2 separate regions of the Rattus norvegicus genome follow, and region 2 is linked to region 1. A link is a contact called in public Hi-C data. All regions are on one chromosome and are shown on one strand. The core of a region is the stretch at or near the end of the contact, and the rest is flanking DNA. Distances in the headings are between cores, read along the strand shown.

Region 1 (3,201 bases), core at 464-2,963:
TTGGGGCAGGCGGGGTTAGGGTGGGAGTTAGAAAACGCATCCCAAGAAAGGAACAAAGGGAAGTGAAGGATAACAGGACAACCTACGAGACCAGTCACTTTCTACCCTCTATGCTAAGGAGCGTAACTCAGCTTACAGATTCTCCGTAGGTCCTAGTGTTTTGTTGAAAAACAAAGGAGGCAGGAAGAGAAAGGGAGAGAGCCAGCTTAAGCCACAGCATGGCTGAGCCGAGTGGCCCCAGGCAGGAGCACACAGGTGACTGTGCTGTCGCGTCATACGTGAGCCAGGAGCTGTTTGTTGCAACCTCTAACAGATTACAGACGTAAAGATTAAATTTTCCCAGAATGAGCTTCTTTCTTGGTTCAGAAATATGCCCAAGCCACCAGGACCAGAACATTAAATTGTCAGCAAAGGAACTATCAAAGGCCTGCATTTTCCTCCAGAAACTAGTCACTCAAAATGAATTACCTAGAAAACAATAAATAAATAATAAAATGTTAAGTAAATAAATAAAAGGTTAAAAGACAAGCAACATGTGGTCATCTTATATGTCCCGTAATCTTACAGGAAGAAAAGTGATAATCAAAAGAATTTCACAACGACGTATTTAAACTATACAATCACTGCAGGAATCTTTGACTCAGTTCCTCACACTATCTCATTTAAAACTCACATTAGATACTGACTCACTTAACAGGACAAGTGCAGAAGGCTGTTCATGGCCATTCAGAGCCTGTCCCACATGTGACCCATACATATACAGCCACCAAAATTAGATAAGATGGATGAAGCTAAGAAGTGCAGGCCGACAGGAACCGGATATAGACCTCTCCTGAGAGACACAGCCAGAGCATGTCAAATACAGAGGCAAATGCTAGCAGCAAACCATTGAACTGAGAATGGGCCCCCTGTTGGAGGAATTAGAGAAAGGATTGAAAGAAATGAAGGGGCTTGCAACTCCATAAGAACAACAATGCCAAGCAACCGGAGCTTCCAGGGACTAAGCCACTACCCAAAGACTACACATGGACTGACCCAGGGCTCCAACTGCATATGTAGCAGAGAATAGCCTTGTTGGGGCACCAGTGGAAGGGGAGCCCTTGGTCCTGCCGAGGTTGGACCCCCAATGTAGGGGATTGTTGTGGGGGGGCAGTAATGGGGAATGGATGGGGAGGGGAACAACCCTATAGAAGGGGAGGGGGACAGGTTAGGGGGCTGATGGACAGGAAACTGGGAAAGGGAATAACATTTGAAATAAGAAATACCAAATTTAGTAAAAACAGGAAAAAAAGAAAAGAAAGAAAGGCTGTTCATGTTCTCGAAGGTCACACAGCAAACTTGAAGCATAAACCTTAACCTGTAGCTGGTTTCACCTCCAATGCGTCTGCTTTTTTAAGTCTACCCACCATTCCATATTTGTAACTAAAGTAGGAAGAGGCAACTGGGGTCATCATTGTTTTCAGCATTCCACTCGATAAGAACGTGGTCTTTTCTATGACAGACTAGCAGCTACAGTTCGAAGGGGGTAGCAGAGAGGTTAAAGAGTGCAACCCTGGTGTGAATGGAACCACAAAGGAACATTGGAATTTAACAAGCAGAGCCAGCCACCTGAAATTACTGAAAGTGGCCACAAGAGGCCGCTCTTTCATGCCACTTCAGAGAAATCTCATTCATGCAAAGATTGGTAGCTGGCCAACTGAGATGGTTAGTAAGCACTCAGGTACTCTGGCATTGCTTCCCCTCAAACCCACATTGCAAGAGTAGACTTTAGGTTAGCCTGAGGGCCAGGGGGATCACTCAGCGAAGAGAGGTGCTTTTTATCCCCCTTTAAAAAAGACTTGTTTCAGTAGCTGGAGAGGTGGCTCAGGGAGTGCTTGGCCAAGCCTTCTTCTGGCTTCTTGGGCATGTGAACAAACTTAGTGCACATACATACATGCAGGCGAATATTCATACATATAAAATAAAAATAGAAAGATTTAAAATTCCTCTCTCTCTCCCTCAATGTTGGTGTGTGTGTGTGTGTGTGTGTGTGTGTGTGTGTGTGTGTGTGTGTCTGTCTGTCTGTCTGTCTGTCCGTCCGCATGCCTTCAGAGGCCTGTAAAGGGCTTCTGATCTCCTAAAGCTAGGGTTACGGGTGGTTGTGAATTACATTGCGTGGTGTGAGTGCTAGAAACCAATCCTCTGGTAAAGCAGCAAGAGTTCTTATTGGTCCAATCATCTCCCCACCCCCAAACCCTCAATATACACAATTCTCCTTATCCAAGTACTCAGAACTCACATAGAGGTGGAAGGAGAGAACTAACTCTACAGACTTGTGCTCTGACCTCTGCACATGCATGCAACATGACACATGCAGCACACACACACACACACACACACACACACACACACACACACACACACACACTGAAGCTTAGGAAGCTAGGAAATCATTAACCCAGCAATCACTCACTCCTTTCCTTCTTTCCCAAGCTGCTTTGCAAAAGGAAAAGCAAAGGCCAGTGTAGTCCTAAGTGTGGGGAAACTGAGGCAGGAGCATTCTTGCGCCCAGGAATCTCAAGGCAGCTGGGGCAACAGGAGACCCTGTTTCAAATCAAAACTAAGCTTCCGCACCACCGTTTCCACTCCTGCACTGGCTCTTTACAGAGCTTCCTCCTGCTCTTTGCTGTCATTCTCCGATGGGAGCTGCCCGGGACTCACAGGAAACTGATTCAGCAAAGTCCCAAAGGCAGCAGGTCTGGGTTTAACCGCTTTCTTCTTGGAATACTGCTCAGACTTCCTGCTGGAACCGAAGACCAAACTACTGCTGTGAGTTTATGTGTCACACATTTACAGCAGGCCTTTGCATACTGGTATGGGTGAGGGGTTAGCATGAGAATCCAACTTGCAGCTGGAGACATAGCTCAGTGGTGTTCTCCTGGCCTGCAGGAAGACATGGGCTCTACCTCTAGCACTGCATACACGAGCACTGTAATCCCAGCACTAACTGAGTGGAGGCAGGAGGATCAGAAGCTTAAAATGATCCTTGTCCAGGTAAGAGTTAGAGGCCAGGCAGGGTTATGTGAGTCTTTGTCTTTGAAAAGAAAGAAAGGGGCAGGGGAAAGGCTCCAGTTGGCAAACCACTGCTTCAAGCTTTGGCTTTTAAAGGACAGAATTACATTATGCAGTCACTCAGAGTTCCCATTTCAGTTTTGTTGCCCA
Region 2 (3,174 bases), core at 650-3,149, 130 kb after region 1:
AATACATTTAGTTGCTGAATGAAGGAATTAGCTCTTGTGCCTGCCCCTGCCAGGGTCCCTGGGACAAAGTGAAGAGTAATTGACTTAATATCTGATACTTCTACCAAGTTCCTGATTCTCCAGGTTTGGCAACTGATGAGAAGGCAGTAATGAGAACCTAAGAGTTAGGATGAGGGCGATCCTGTGAATAATGCAAACAGCCAAGTCCAACTTCCTCATTGTCAAAGAATGCAAACAGAAGAGGCTGCAGGTACAGGTAACTCTAGTATGAAAAGGAAGGAAGGAAGGAAGGAAGGGAGGGAGGGAGGGAGGGAGGGAGGGAGGGAGGGAGGGAGGGAGGGAGGGAGGGAGGGAGGGAGGACACATGGACAGAAGGAAAGATGGAAACAGCTCTAAGAACAGGAGATTTTGTTTTGTTTTGCATCTTTGAGCCAGGGTTTTACTATGTAGCCCACACTGGCTTGGTACTCTCCACAGGGCCTAGGCAGCTCTCTGGCTTGAAGCAATCTTCCTGTCCATTTCCCTAGTGCTGGAAATACAAGCGCCTCAATACCAGCAAATGAAGCTCGACTGGGGAAATTCAGTGGAAACAGATTAGTAAAAAGAGCAGGGTCTTACTGCAACCTGTCCTGCCTGATTCCATTTAAACCATTAAGCATCCTACACAGGGGACATAGATAGCCTGAGGGCACAAAGGAAATAATGCAAGACTACACACACCTCAGGAAGATTTTTCTTTCCCTAGTACTGAGGCCAACAGCCAGACCAGACCCTCCAGGACTCTAACCACCGAACTACACCCCAGCTGTCTTTGGCAAGATTCCTTTCCAGGTTACCGTTGCCAGTTTTACCTGTAATGTAGCAGGGGATTCCTGAGCAGTCCCCCGTATCCCCTCTCCTCCCAGGACCTGCCCTACACAACAGCTTCTCACAACAGGGATGAATGAGAACTGAGTAATAAAGACCCTCAGAAAAGCATCTCAACACTGTAGCAAGAGGATGGCCACAAGTTCTAGCCCAGCCTAGACAAAATAGAGACTTCTATGTCAGCCTGAACTTCAGTGAGTGCCAAGGCGGTCTGGGCTACAGGGCCAGATGCTGTTTCAACAAACAAAACAAAAACGTCATCACCATATCCCTTACTGTATACCTACACATCTGGTTAGTCAGGCTTTTTACTTTTTGTTTGGTTTTGTTTGAGGATTGAGGCTTCTCACTCTGCACCCTAGACAGAGAAGACAGGAATTCGCAGCAATTTTTCTGCCCTGGGCTCTGAAGAACTAGGATTAAAGGCGTGATCTACCACACCCAGCTTGATCAGACTTAGTCTTAAAGTAGGATCGCCTAAATTTAAAACTCACAAAGACTTAACTATACTGGTGGGGAGATGCTGGATTCATAAATCACGCCTCTAAAGAATTCGATCACAGACCAAAACTTAAGTTCAGTCCAACTTGCTAACATAGGTGGACCGATAGTTTTCACACACAAAAAGCAACCGACTCAGAAAAAAAGAGAAAGAAAAAGCTCTCGCACGTGTAGGGTTCAAGGCCGTAAACTAGGCTGTGAGCGAAGACCTGGTCGCAATCCGGTCTGCATGGCCGGTGGGACGCTGTTACCTGATCTAGCGGGATGCCAAGGAGCTGGCTGAGCGGGTGCAGGCAGGTGGAGCCCGTGGTGCGATAGGAGAGGCTGGCGGGCGACCGCGCTGCCATCCTGCATCTTCAGCGTGCTCTGTCGCCCCGGAGCTGCACGTTGGCCACCTCGAGGGCTCGCGGGAACCTGGCTCCGACTCCAGGGCGCGGACCTGGCGCTGCGGGACCCTGCGCCTGGGAGGGCAGGGCCCCTGCGTTCTGCTTCCCGCTCCACGGCGCCTGCCGCCCATTGGCCAGCAGTCGGGGACGCCCCGGAGGAGGAGCCAGACGGAGAGGGGCGCGGATCCCCAGGAGCCCGGCCCCGGGCAGCCAGGAGACGCCCTGCCTGTTCCCCAGCTCTCCGGCCTTCACCGCGGCAGTCAGCGGCCCGATCCGGGTTCCTTGGGTGCCATCTCACCCTCCTCCCAAGCAGCTGGGGTGTCCTGTGCACTTTTTTTCAGGCCTGGCTCCTGCTGCTACTCCGGAAGCCAGAAGAGACCTTCGAGCTAGCCAACACCGCCATTCTGTTCACATTTTAAAGATTTATTTATTTGCAATTTAGAGGCAGGATCTCCTGTAGCCCAGACTGTCCCTGAACTTCCAAATACTGGAATTACAGGTGTGCACCAACCATAAAGCTCCACTCTAAATTATTCTTCTCCTTCTGCTCCTTCTCCCCTCTCCTCCTCCTGCTACCTCCTTCCCTCCATCCCTCCTTCCCTATCTATTTTTCTCCCGTGTTGTTGTTTGTTTGGTTGGTTGTGTTCTGAATTCCTGGTCCTCCTGTCTGGCTCGTTCTCTCTCTCTCTCTCTCTCTCTCTCTCTCTCTCTCTCTCTCTCTCTCTCTCTCTCTCTCTCTCTCCTCGTTTATTTTACTTTACATATATGTGTGTGTATTTGTGAGTGGTTGCCTCTGGAGACTGGAGGAGACCATGGAGTTGCAGGTAATTGTGAGCCACCATGTGGGTGCTGGAAATTGAACTCAGGTCCTCTGCAGCAAAAGCAATTGCTCTTAGGTCCTGAGCCATCTCTACGGCACCCAAGGGTCCTTTCTTTACCTTCTCTGGTTAAGCCACAGTTTCCATCACTCTAATCCACTGCCCCTGCTTCCTGCAAGCAGACACTGCAGACAGCTAGCTTCTGTGACTTGTCTCATTTCACTCTGGATTTTCTCTCCAGTAAGCTCTGTTTACTACGCACGCGCTGACAGATCTTCCACTTGCTGAAACAGCTCTGTATCGCTATTTCTTGAGAAATCCTTTTCAACTCACTGATAGATATTTTAAAACATCAGAGAGACCCTTCCAGCACCCCACAGGTTTCTGCTACATCTAGCCTAGTGTTAGAGTAGCTGCTCATAATGGAAGTTTGAGAAACACCCAGGAACCTACATACTGGAGAGAAAGGAAGTCAGAAACTGAGAGATCCCTCTGTGTGTGTGTGTGTGTGTGTGTGTGTGTGTGTGTGTGTGTGTGTGTGTCTGTGTCTGTGTCTGTGTGTGTGTGTCTGTGTCTGTGTCTGTGTCTGTGTCTGTGTCTGT

Evidence for each region. Hi-C and Micro-C count contacts between places; a contact is called where the count stands out from the background.
Region 2: a Hi-C map of liver shows a contact between it and region 1, with 5 times the contacts expected there. The contact joins the promoter of Mboat1 here to the enhancer-like site in region 1. A contact is called at or near these places in 6 of 12 Hi-C or Micro-C datasets (the A7r5 cell line, Schwann cells, kidney and 2 more).

Annotation. Positions count from the first base shown.
Region 1 is chr17:34,525,363-34,528,563 of GRCr8, forward strand. No RefSeq gene overlaps it. Among named protein-coding and RNA genes, the nearest start is that of Agtr1a, 92 kb to the left of the region's middle. Within about 2 kb of position 1,714, at least 1 of the 93 cell types and tissues checked has an H3K27ac peak or open chromatin away from gene starts, as enhancers often do. A contact at or near this core is called in liver, where this site is marked.
Region 2 is chr17:34,651,799-34,654,972 of GRCr8, forward strand. Mboat1 (membrane bound O-acyltransferase domain containing 1) reads right to left here and starts at 1,900. Exons shown (of 13, transcript NM_001109120.1): 1 at 1,620-1,900. The coding sequence starts at 1,715.